Regions from separate parts of the Mus musculus genome. Here all the other regions are linked to region 2. A link is a contact called in public Hi-C data. All regions are on one chromosome and are shown on one strand. Each heading gives the region's core, a stretch centred on a gene start, on an enhancer-like site or on the middle of the called end of the contact. The rest is flanking DNA. Distances are from core to core; before and after follow the strand shown. Region 1 has its middle 35 kb from the start of Gm31559. Region 2 overlaps Rbms3 (RNA binding motif, single stranded interacting protein). Region 3 has its middle 36 kb from the start of Gm39449.

Evidence for each region. A called contact is a pair of places that touch in the nucleus more often than the background predicts.
Region 1: a contact with region 2 is called in a Hi-C map of embryonic stem cells, with 2.7 times the contacts expected there. The contact joins two enhancer-like sites. A contact is called at or near these places in 12 of 484 Hi-C or Micro-C datasets (the HL-1 cell line, embryonic stem cells, nephron progenitors and 1 more), 3 of 115 datasets of contacts at active chromatin or transcription factors (all in embryonic stem cells) and 1 of 9 other capture datasets (embryonic stem cells).
Region 3: a Hi-C map of the N1E-115 cell line shows a contact between it and region 2, with 2.1 times the contacts expected there. The contact joins two enhancer-like sites. A contact is called at or near these places in 5 of 484 Hi-C or Micro-C datasets (the HL-1 cell line, the N1E-115 cell line and embryonic stem cells) and 1 of 9 other capture datasets (embryonic stem cells).

The regions. Positions count from the first base shown.
Region 1 is chr9:116,426,135-116,429,128 of GRCm38.p6, forward strand. No RefSeq gene overlaps it. Among named protein-coding and RNA genes, the nearest start is that of Gm31559, 35 kb to the left of the region's middle. Within about 2 kb of position 1,302, at least 17 of the 459 cell types and tissues checked have an H3K27ac peak or open chromatin away from gene starts, as enhancers often do. A contact at or near this core is called in embryonic stem cells, where this site is marked.
Region 2 is chr9:116,638,788-116,641,579 of GRCm38.p6, forward strand. The region is part of intron 10 of Rbms3 (RNA binding motif, single stranded interacting protein); the gene reads right to left. Among named protein-coding and RNA genes, the nearest start is that of Gm39449, 120 kb to the left of the region's middle. Within about 2 kb of position 1,349, at least 42 of the 459 cell types and tissues checked have an H3K27ac peak or open chromatin away from gene starts, as enhancers often do. A contact at or near this core is called in the N1E-115 cell line and embryonic stem cells, where this site is marked.
Region 3 is chr9:116,487,801-116,490,860 of GRCm38.p6, forward strand. No RefSeq gene overlaps it. Among named protein-coding and RNA genes, the nearest start is that of Gm39449, 36 kb to the right of the region's middle. Within about 2 kb of position 1,696, at least 20 of the 459 cell types and tissues checked have an H3K27ac peak or open chromatin away from gene starts, as enhancers often do. A contact at or near this core is called in the N1E-115 cell line, where this site is marked.

The DNA of each region.
Region 1 (2,994 bases), core at 52-2,551, 210 kb before region 2:
GGATCCTTACTTTCATCTCTACTTCTAAAATGCTATAAATTGAAATATGTAAACTTTAAATGTTTAAATAGCCCCGGTAAGATCACCCTATCATTTAAGTAGACAACTGTTGCTTCTTGCCCAACTAGAATTAAGAAGCTCCAAAAATTTCAGAGAGGCAAGAGTCTCTTTCTCCGGTACAAGAAAGAGACATTTAACTGTGGCCTTCCAGCATCTTCCCACTTTGGCTGCTTCTTTGGAAATAAAAATTTTATTCCCCTGATAATTTTGTGCCGAGTGGTGATTGTCAAGACATCGGCCAACAGGTGGCGCTGCAGGTCCGTGTCAACGTAATTACGAGGCGCCTCTGGTTTTGTATAGAAACAGAAAATCCACCTGTCCTCCACAGGAAATCACAGGGTCTCCTGGAATAGCCTAAAAGGCTTCCAATAAATATAAACCCCAAGGATTTATAGCACTTCTTACTGCTTGCCCAGAGTCCTGTGCTAGAGAAAGGACTACCCGAAAAGTTTGACACTTACAGCTGTTTAAATATATAGGAAAGGGGCAACGCGTAGAACTAAAAGTCAACGTTCCAGCCTGGGATTATATAGCATGATTTACAGATGTCGTGATGAAAACCAGGAAGGATGTTACAGACGTTGCAACCATTTGAGTCTCACTGTTCACCGGCCAGATCTGCAGTGCTGAGCTTGAACTTGCTACCCAGCCCAGAATAACCGTATATGCCCGATCCTCCAGACCCCAGTTCCCAAGTGCTAGGATTAAAGGCATGCAACACCGTGCCGGGTTCTAAGTGGTTCTGGAGCTCAAATCCAGGGCTTCTGATATGTTAAGCAAGTATTGTATCTGGTGAGCCACTTCACCAGCCTGCAGAACTGCGGTTCGTAATCAGAGACGAACGGTCCTATTTGATAGTATTCTTAACTATAGTTGAACGCAAGCAAGCTGCCGTTGTTGTAAAAGGAGAAACCAAGATCCAGCAATGGGCAATGCCAAGACTGTTGAGTAGTAGGTCCTAAATCCTAGAGGTCTGGCTCAAACTTAGCTCAGAGATCTGCTTGTCTATGCCTCGTCAGCCCTGGGATTATGAGCGAGTGCCACCATGAACAGCCATTTTTATGTGGGGTGTGAAGATTGAACTCGGGTCCTCCTGCTTGCAAGGCAAATGCTTTCCTGACAGAGCTATCATCTCTCCCGCTGGAGAAACACCTTCTTCCGACACACCCTTTACTTCCTGGACAAGTCACACTACAGAGAACTCCTCTAGAGTTTCTTTGTTCAAGAACAGCCTTTGAAGAGGCGGCTGTTTAAGGCTTCAGCCCACAGAAGAACGGAGGGATAGGCTGAGCTGTAGTGGGGGAAGGGAGGCCAATGCTGTTTCTTCCTGTTGGTCACAGAGGAGGGAGCAGTTTTACACATTCCTGTGGCCCTGACTTCTGAAAGGACTTCTTCAGAGACTGCAACTTGTCCAGATGCACAAAGACCATCTTCACTTGGTCTGGTTTCTAAATTGCTCTTGGTGGGAATGTCTTCCGCAGCTGCTCGAGAAGGCTGAGCCAGCTGAAGACCAGGAGGGAGTGGCTCTTCAGTCATTATCTTCCTTCCAGAAAAAGCGATTTAGGGAATCCTTTAACAATAGAAAACTGGGCAGTTGTGCACAATTCAGTGCTTGGAGGGAGAGGCACAAGTTCAAGGTCACCACTGGCTGCACACAGTTCATAAAATCTACTCCTACCCCAAATCCCCCCAAAAAGGAGAAAAGAGAAATTGAATGCTCTAATAGAGAATTTATTATCTGCTAAACTTTAATCAATAATAGCTAATGCGTTAAATCATCGATTTTTTTTTCAATTTCTTACTACAATCTGGATGACCGGACTGGGTTTGTTTGCTTGTGAGAGGTGTTGGAGAGCTGAAATCCATCCTTGCACACAGTAGGGCAAGTCCTTGCTGAGCTACACCTCTGACCTCTCCAGAGTTTGAAGTTTGTTTTCTGCTGATAAACTCTGAGATTCATACTGGTGAAATTAGTTGTCCAAGGTCACAACTTATAAGGAGCCAGCACATCCCTGCAAGTGACTCAGACCACTGCAGATGGTAGGACCAAGTCCCATCCTCAAATTTGTCTGATTCCTTGCTAGGGTCTTATTTTTGGTGGTATTTGTGTTGGTGTCAGTGTATATGTGTGCCTATGTGTGTGCACATGCCTCGGTGGGGGGTAGGGTGGGAGGATGGAGGGCCTGAGACTGTAGAAGGAGATGATATTTTAAAGTGCTAAGCTCGGGTGTCTTACACTAAAGCCTGGCCCCTTTCGATGGATCATCTTGTTAATGTATTCCCTTTTGGGTAAATCTACTGTGATTTGATGGGGAACTGCATCACATGTTAAATAAAAAGCCTACAGTGTGTAGCCTCATTATGGCAACACAAAGCCTCCTTTCAAAATCAGACATCTGGGCCTCTGCAACCCGAGAGGAGAGTCTGTCCAGCTTCAAAGATGGGGGAGCCTGGCAAGGCAGACGCTTGCAATATGATCCCCTACTTTTGCTGCCCCTCAGAGAATCTCTCCCTTTGTTCCTGAATGGAGGAGTGAAAAATCAGAGCAGTCTCACTTCCCTTTGCCCTGGTTCTGTGCACTCCGGGAAAGTATCGCACAGGTGTGTATTGTAAATGTTTATATTGCCTACGAGGAGAACGGAGACAGCTTTCCAACTAAGATGGGAGTTTGCACTGGGTGATTCAGTTTCATGGTTTTTCCCTGCCTCTTTCCCAGGGAGTACCAGGCAAGAATGTGAACGACGATGTGTCACAGAAAGCCTGCATCCATATCCTAAGAGTTCGAGTGCTGAGTTTTCTCCTGTGGTCACTTGGTGAGCTGTGGGGATGGCTAGCCTTGGCTCAAGGGTGGAGGGTGCCAGGCTATTTGTAGCATCCAGTCTCAGCTTCAAGTTTGGGCAGATTTGGGCAAATAGTATAGAAATGTCTGAATTT
Region 2 (2,792 bases), core at 99-2,598:
AGTACAAAGGGGAAATGTGAAAGAGAAAAGAAGGAAAACTTTACAATTGTTAAGGCAAACCAGCATCCTCAATATACACTGTCAAATCTGTCCCCACTGATGCACTTAAGCTATGGACTTTGGAGTGCTCTGTGACAGCCTTTGCCAACACAGTAAGGGTGACATTGTCTCCTTGAAATATATAGAGTGTGCTGTCTGAAAAGCATCCACTGGACAAATGGCAGCACAAGAAGAGACGTCTTTTTCCTCTCAGCATCTCTGGATGTCTGGATTTGCTCAGTGTTTACGTTGCAAAGTAAAATCTTGTAGTGCACGCCTTTAATTCCTCCGAATAAAGCAAGCAATGGTCTCAGGGCTGACAGGCAATATGGTCCATGGGAGCCACTGCTGCTATGAGATAAAGTCCTTCTTCCTGTCATCAGAGGGACAAGATGGTCACACATCCCAGAAGTAAGAATGACAGCAGTGGTTTGGGTAAAGTATGCAGAAGTCACCTCAAGTGAAGCAGGATAGGAGGACAGATGAAATTAAAGGACTCTGGAAGGAATAGATTCCCGCGGGATGCTGGCAGGGACTCAGAAGGTCCAGATAACTGGTAAAGATTGCCTGCAGAGACAGCTCTTGTTTTCTGAAGGGCATTGCAAACAAGGGTGTTAAACAGACCAGGTTTACTCGGGGCCTGGGTATTTGTAGCCTTGAGTTGAACTATGTCAGCACTCTCATCTCTAATCCCAGAACATAAACAGCACACTTCATAAAACCACCTTATAATTTCATTTATAAAGGGAACTTCTTTTTAAAAAAATGAAAGAAAGTGTTTAGGAAATCAACTCGCATGTTTTTGCTTACTTTTAAAACTCTACATAATTTTTAAATGGTGGTTACTCTTTAAAGCTAGCTCTCTTTAACAGGCTCACTAATTTACTGCTCTCAGGCCTCTCCTGGAATTCTTTTCTGCAGTATAGTCAAGGGTCTGGCTTCATCTGAGTGGAGGTCACTAAAAGGGCAGGGAATTCCGCTGGCTGCAGGTGGCTGGGCTGGGCTCTGTCTCCATTGCTGCTGCTGCTGCTGTGAGCTTCAGTATTTAAAACTGGACATCAGAGAAGGATCTCAGTTTGCTGAGCTTCTGCTAGTATTTGAAATGAGTTTGAAATCTTTGAAGGTTCATTCATTTCCCGATAAAATCATGGGACTCTTCACACCCAACAAAACACAGGCAGTGCCTTGCACTGAAAGCACATACTGAACTCGGGTGTGGGGAAACAAACTCAGGTCCCCTGGAAGAGCAGCAGGAGCGTGCTCTTAACTGCTGAGCCACCGCTCCAGCGATAAACAGGAGATTGAGCAATGACCTTCATTTGTGCTGCTTTGCCATTGTTACAGGGCTTGGCCCTTTGACTGTGAATCATCACAATACAGGACAACAAATTCAAACAGGCCAAGCCTGTATCTCACAGAGGTGAGGCAGGGTAATTTCCTAAAGAACTAAGCCGCTGATTGGTCTCAAAACTTCCACGTGAGCAGCTGAGCATTTTAGAGCCCTTTCTACACACATTTATATAAGTCCCATGTTTCAAATCGCAGGACTGACAAAGTCAAAGGTGAGAAGGGCGTCAGCAAAGCATAAAGAAAGAAAATTACTCAACTGAATGAAGGGAAGGAAGGAGAACCATGGCCCGCCCCCACCAGCCTGTCTCCTCCTGGTGTTTCATGCCAAGACAACCAAGGCTCACACTAGATGTTCTATTTCATAGACTATTTATGCAACTGAGTTTTTAAATAGGAACCCTTTAACATAACTTTTAAAAATATAACTGAAGGTCAATTTTTATTTTGTCCTCAATCTGTTTTTGTCTTTCTGTCACCATCATATTTTTAGAAGAAATATCCCCTTGAGTTTATTTATATTGAACTATTTTTAGCACAGAGAACATAAGCGGCTTAAAAGTCAGGCAGTTCATGTCAATGACTGACAGCAATAGTGAATGAATGACTGACAGCAATAGTGAGTGACCAACAGCAACAGTGAATGACCAACAGCAATAGTGAATGACCGACGTGTGTGTGTGTGTGTGTGTGTGTGTGTGTGTGTTGGTGTTTTGTCTGTTTTATCACAGCATGTCCAAATAAACATAGTCTTATGTAAATTGCTTTTGGTATTGGTGTTTTATCACAGCAACAAAAAAACCCACAAGGTTTTAAAGGACTGTTGTTGGGAAAGAAGAAGAGGCACCAAGAACCATTTCCTATCTTTAGGGATAACCACTAAGCTTCAGCTACTTTGATCCATTTACAACCAAACTGGAGGGACAGAATGACTTCCCCAAGTCTAGTTTGAAATCCAAAAGGCTATCACAGGCCTAGTTCCCTTCAACTGTACAAAATTTCTAGTTCCCTTCAACTGTACAAAATGTTTCATAGTGATTTCTGAAAAACAAACAAACTAAACTAACCAACCACCCCCCCAAGACCCCAAACAAACAAACAAAAACAAAACAAATACCACCGACTGGACGTCGGAGTAGAAAACAGGCACGATAATCTGGGGGCCACGCAGCCCAAGGAATCCCCCTCACGTGGATTCCTTTCCCTCTTTTCTGTTCTTGGATCCTTTCTTTGTAGAGTGCACCTTAAAGTGAAGCCACATCATATCACACGTGTGCAATCTATACAGACAGGAATTGCACACAGCAAGTAGCAAAAGTCTTTGCAAGCTAATTTTCCATGTCTCTGGGGCTAATTTTCATTTAAATTTAAAAATCCTTAACAATGACCAGAGTTCCTGACTCAGG
Region 3 (3,060 bases), core at 446-2,945, 150 kb before region 2:
CTCTCTTCTCCTCTTCTCCGTTGTTTTGTGCTCACATCCTCACAGATGGGCAGTGACCTTCTCACTGCAGATGCTCCAGAGCCACCAGCTTCCTAACATCTGGCACTGTTGCTACTTGGAAAATTCAGAAACTCAGCCTACAGCTGCATTTCACATTTACAGGGGTCTCCATGGAAATCTCCAGTCATTAAGGCCAAGTGTCTCAAATGGTTTGGCCCAAATCTGTGCTTCCTGGTGGTGAGAGTCTGAGATGACCGTGGACTTTTAGAAGCCCTTCATCTGTCCAGCCACGGCAGAAGCACTTGGAACAACCAACAGGAACAAACCTTGCATTGCATTTGTCTTGGTCTATTCTATTTCTGCCTCTCTCTCTCTCTCTCTCTCTCTCTCTCTCTCTCTCTCTCTCTCTCTCTTTCAAATTTTAAAGTTAGTGTACAAAGTGATGGTTTTCATTGTGGAGTTTGCATACATGAGTCATTAGACTTTGTTCTTATTCATCTTCCTTTTCCATTGCCTCCCCCTCGCCCAGTCCCTTCTGCTTCTCTCTTCCTGGTATCCTTCCTCGCCCCAAATAGTCCCTCCCCTGCCTACAAGACACATGGATTCCATCACCGAACTCTTCCTTGTCTCATGTGGTCCCTCTCCTCCCACCCCCAACACATGTAAATCTAGATTCCCCATAGGAGAGTAAACGCTGTGCTTAGCTTTCCGAGTCTTATTTCTCTTGACATAATGATCTCTCTTTCCAGCTGTTTTCCTGCAAATACCACGACTTAATTTTCTTGAGGTTTGAAAAAGTCCCATTGTGAATATATAGCATATTTTCTTTATCATTTATCTTCTGATGGACATCTAAGCTGCTACTGCATCTCTTAGCTATTGTGAACAGTGTGAATCCACAAGAAACTCGCATGTGTACATTAACCCAGAGTCCTTCAGACATATTTGCATGAGTGGTCATCGTTTTTATTTAGAAGGGTGGTGGGTAGCCAAGGATAACCTTGAACTTCGGATCCTTCGACCTCCACGTCCTGGGTTCTGGGCTTATAGCCTCCACCACCGTAATGAAGCACTAGGTATGGACCTTTAAGCATATTCAGCATACATGCTATGAACTGAGCTCCATCTCTGCCCACTCTAATGTGGACTGTCTTAATGATTCTGTTGCTTCTTGCATCAGGAACTGATTTAGAACCACACCTTATTGCCTTACAAAGGAGACTCTTCTCAGAAATACACTACTCCTCACTCATTTCCACCCACTTAACCAACAGACTATGCAACACTCTCTTCCAAAAGTGAGCTGACAGGGGACATTTTGCCTTATACTACTATATATGTCTTTCCCTTCTTTGTGATTTCCCATAGCGGATAATTTATCATAAAATGGGAATGTTTACTTTTGGATATGCACCGTCTCTATAATGCAACCTATGGATCTATTTCTAAGGAGATCGCCTCTCCTCATCACACATGGGCAATGCAGGTACATGGCAGTGGCCCTGGCATTCCCGGGCATGGGCTTGGGCACGTTGCCAGCTGCGAGCCTGTGCACACGCTGAGGGTCACCCACTCTGCACCATCCACATTTCATTCCACCCCCTTGTCTCCCATTGAGATGAATCATCTCCTTTATCCTGTGTGTGGCTGTGAAGCAGCCTGCTGGCCTGTTTGCTAGTTAGGTTGATTATGATTTAATTTTATGGATGATGTCACACAATTATCTCCAGATGGAATAATCAGGGTACAGATCTGCCAAGCAGAGTTGGGAGGGAAGTGGGTTCACCCAGCAAACAGCCATTTCTGCACTGGGATTCCTTTTGTTTTGGCTTTATAAATTTGCCAGCACTGGGTGTGCCTTGCAGGGCCTCGGCTGTCTAATTCAAACCAGAAGACTTTCTCTTTCTCTGAATTTTCTTGTCTTTCTATTATCACATAGTATGCAAAAGGAAGACTCATAAATTAGTTTGTGGAGTTAAAGACTTGCGTTTTCAGCTGTGTGGACTCGTGTGTGTATGTGTGCCTGTGTACATGAACATGTGAAGGCAGGAGGTTGATGTCAGAAATAGCCCTCTAATGTTCTTTCACTTTATTTGACTCAGTCAAATCCAGAATTTAAAGAACTGGCTATAAATCTTGCTCTGGGGTGCCCATATGTGTGCAGTACCCATGGAGGCCAGAAGAGGGCATTGGATCTCCTGGAACTAGAATTACAGGCAGTTGTGAGCTATTGGACGAGGGTTCTGGTCCTTTGCAAGATCAGCAAGTTCTGTTAACCATTAAGCCATCTCTCCAGCCCCTCTTTTTGCATTTTAAATCCATGCATTCACACTACGATTCTCTCTAAGCATTGTTTTAATTGCCTTTCATATGTGTTGGAATGCTGCCTTTCAATTTTACTCAAAAGTATTTCCTGTCTCCCTTGTGAATTTTTCCTTCAATCCTTTACCAATTTAGGAATATTAATTTTCACATGATGAAAAAAATTAAATGTTGATTCTAGGATTTGTTTCCAATTTTCTCCATCAATGAGTGAAATTAGAATTCAATAGCTTATATGGTTTGGAACATTTCTAAATTACTGATTCATTTTTATAGGGTTTAACATATGTCCTTTTATGATCTAACATTTGGTCTATACAGAAGAATAATTTTTTATATTTATATTCATTTTAACTTATATATTTAAATCTAAGATATGTCTGTTTTATATAAATATGTGTGTGTGTGTGTGTGTGTGTGTGTGTATACTGTAGAGTTGATAATATTTTATTTTGTACATTTTTCTGGTACCAATCTGTGCTTGTGGATTGGAATGTTGAATATATTTACATTAATGTCCATATTAATATTTATGCCTGGCACTTATTTTCTATTTAGTCTCCAATTTGTTATAATTATTATTTTGTTTTACTAGCTATTCATTTTTGTCTTCTCATCACTTAAATGGATGTTTCCTCCTGTACCATTTTAATTTCATTTCCTTCTATTAATTCTCTTTCACTAATTAGCTTTTATTAGCTTTGTGCTACTTTACTCATAATTGCCTTGAAGATTATA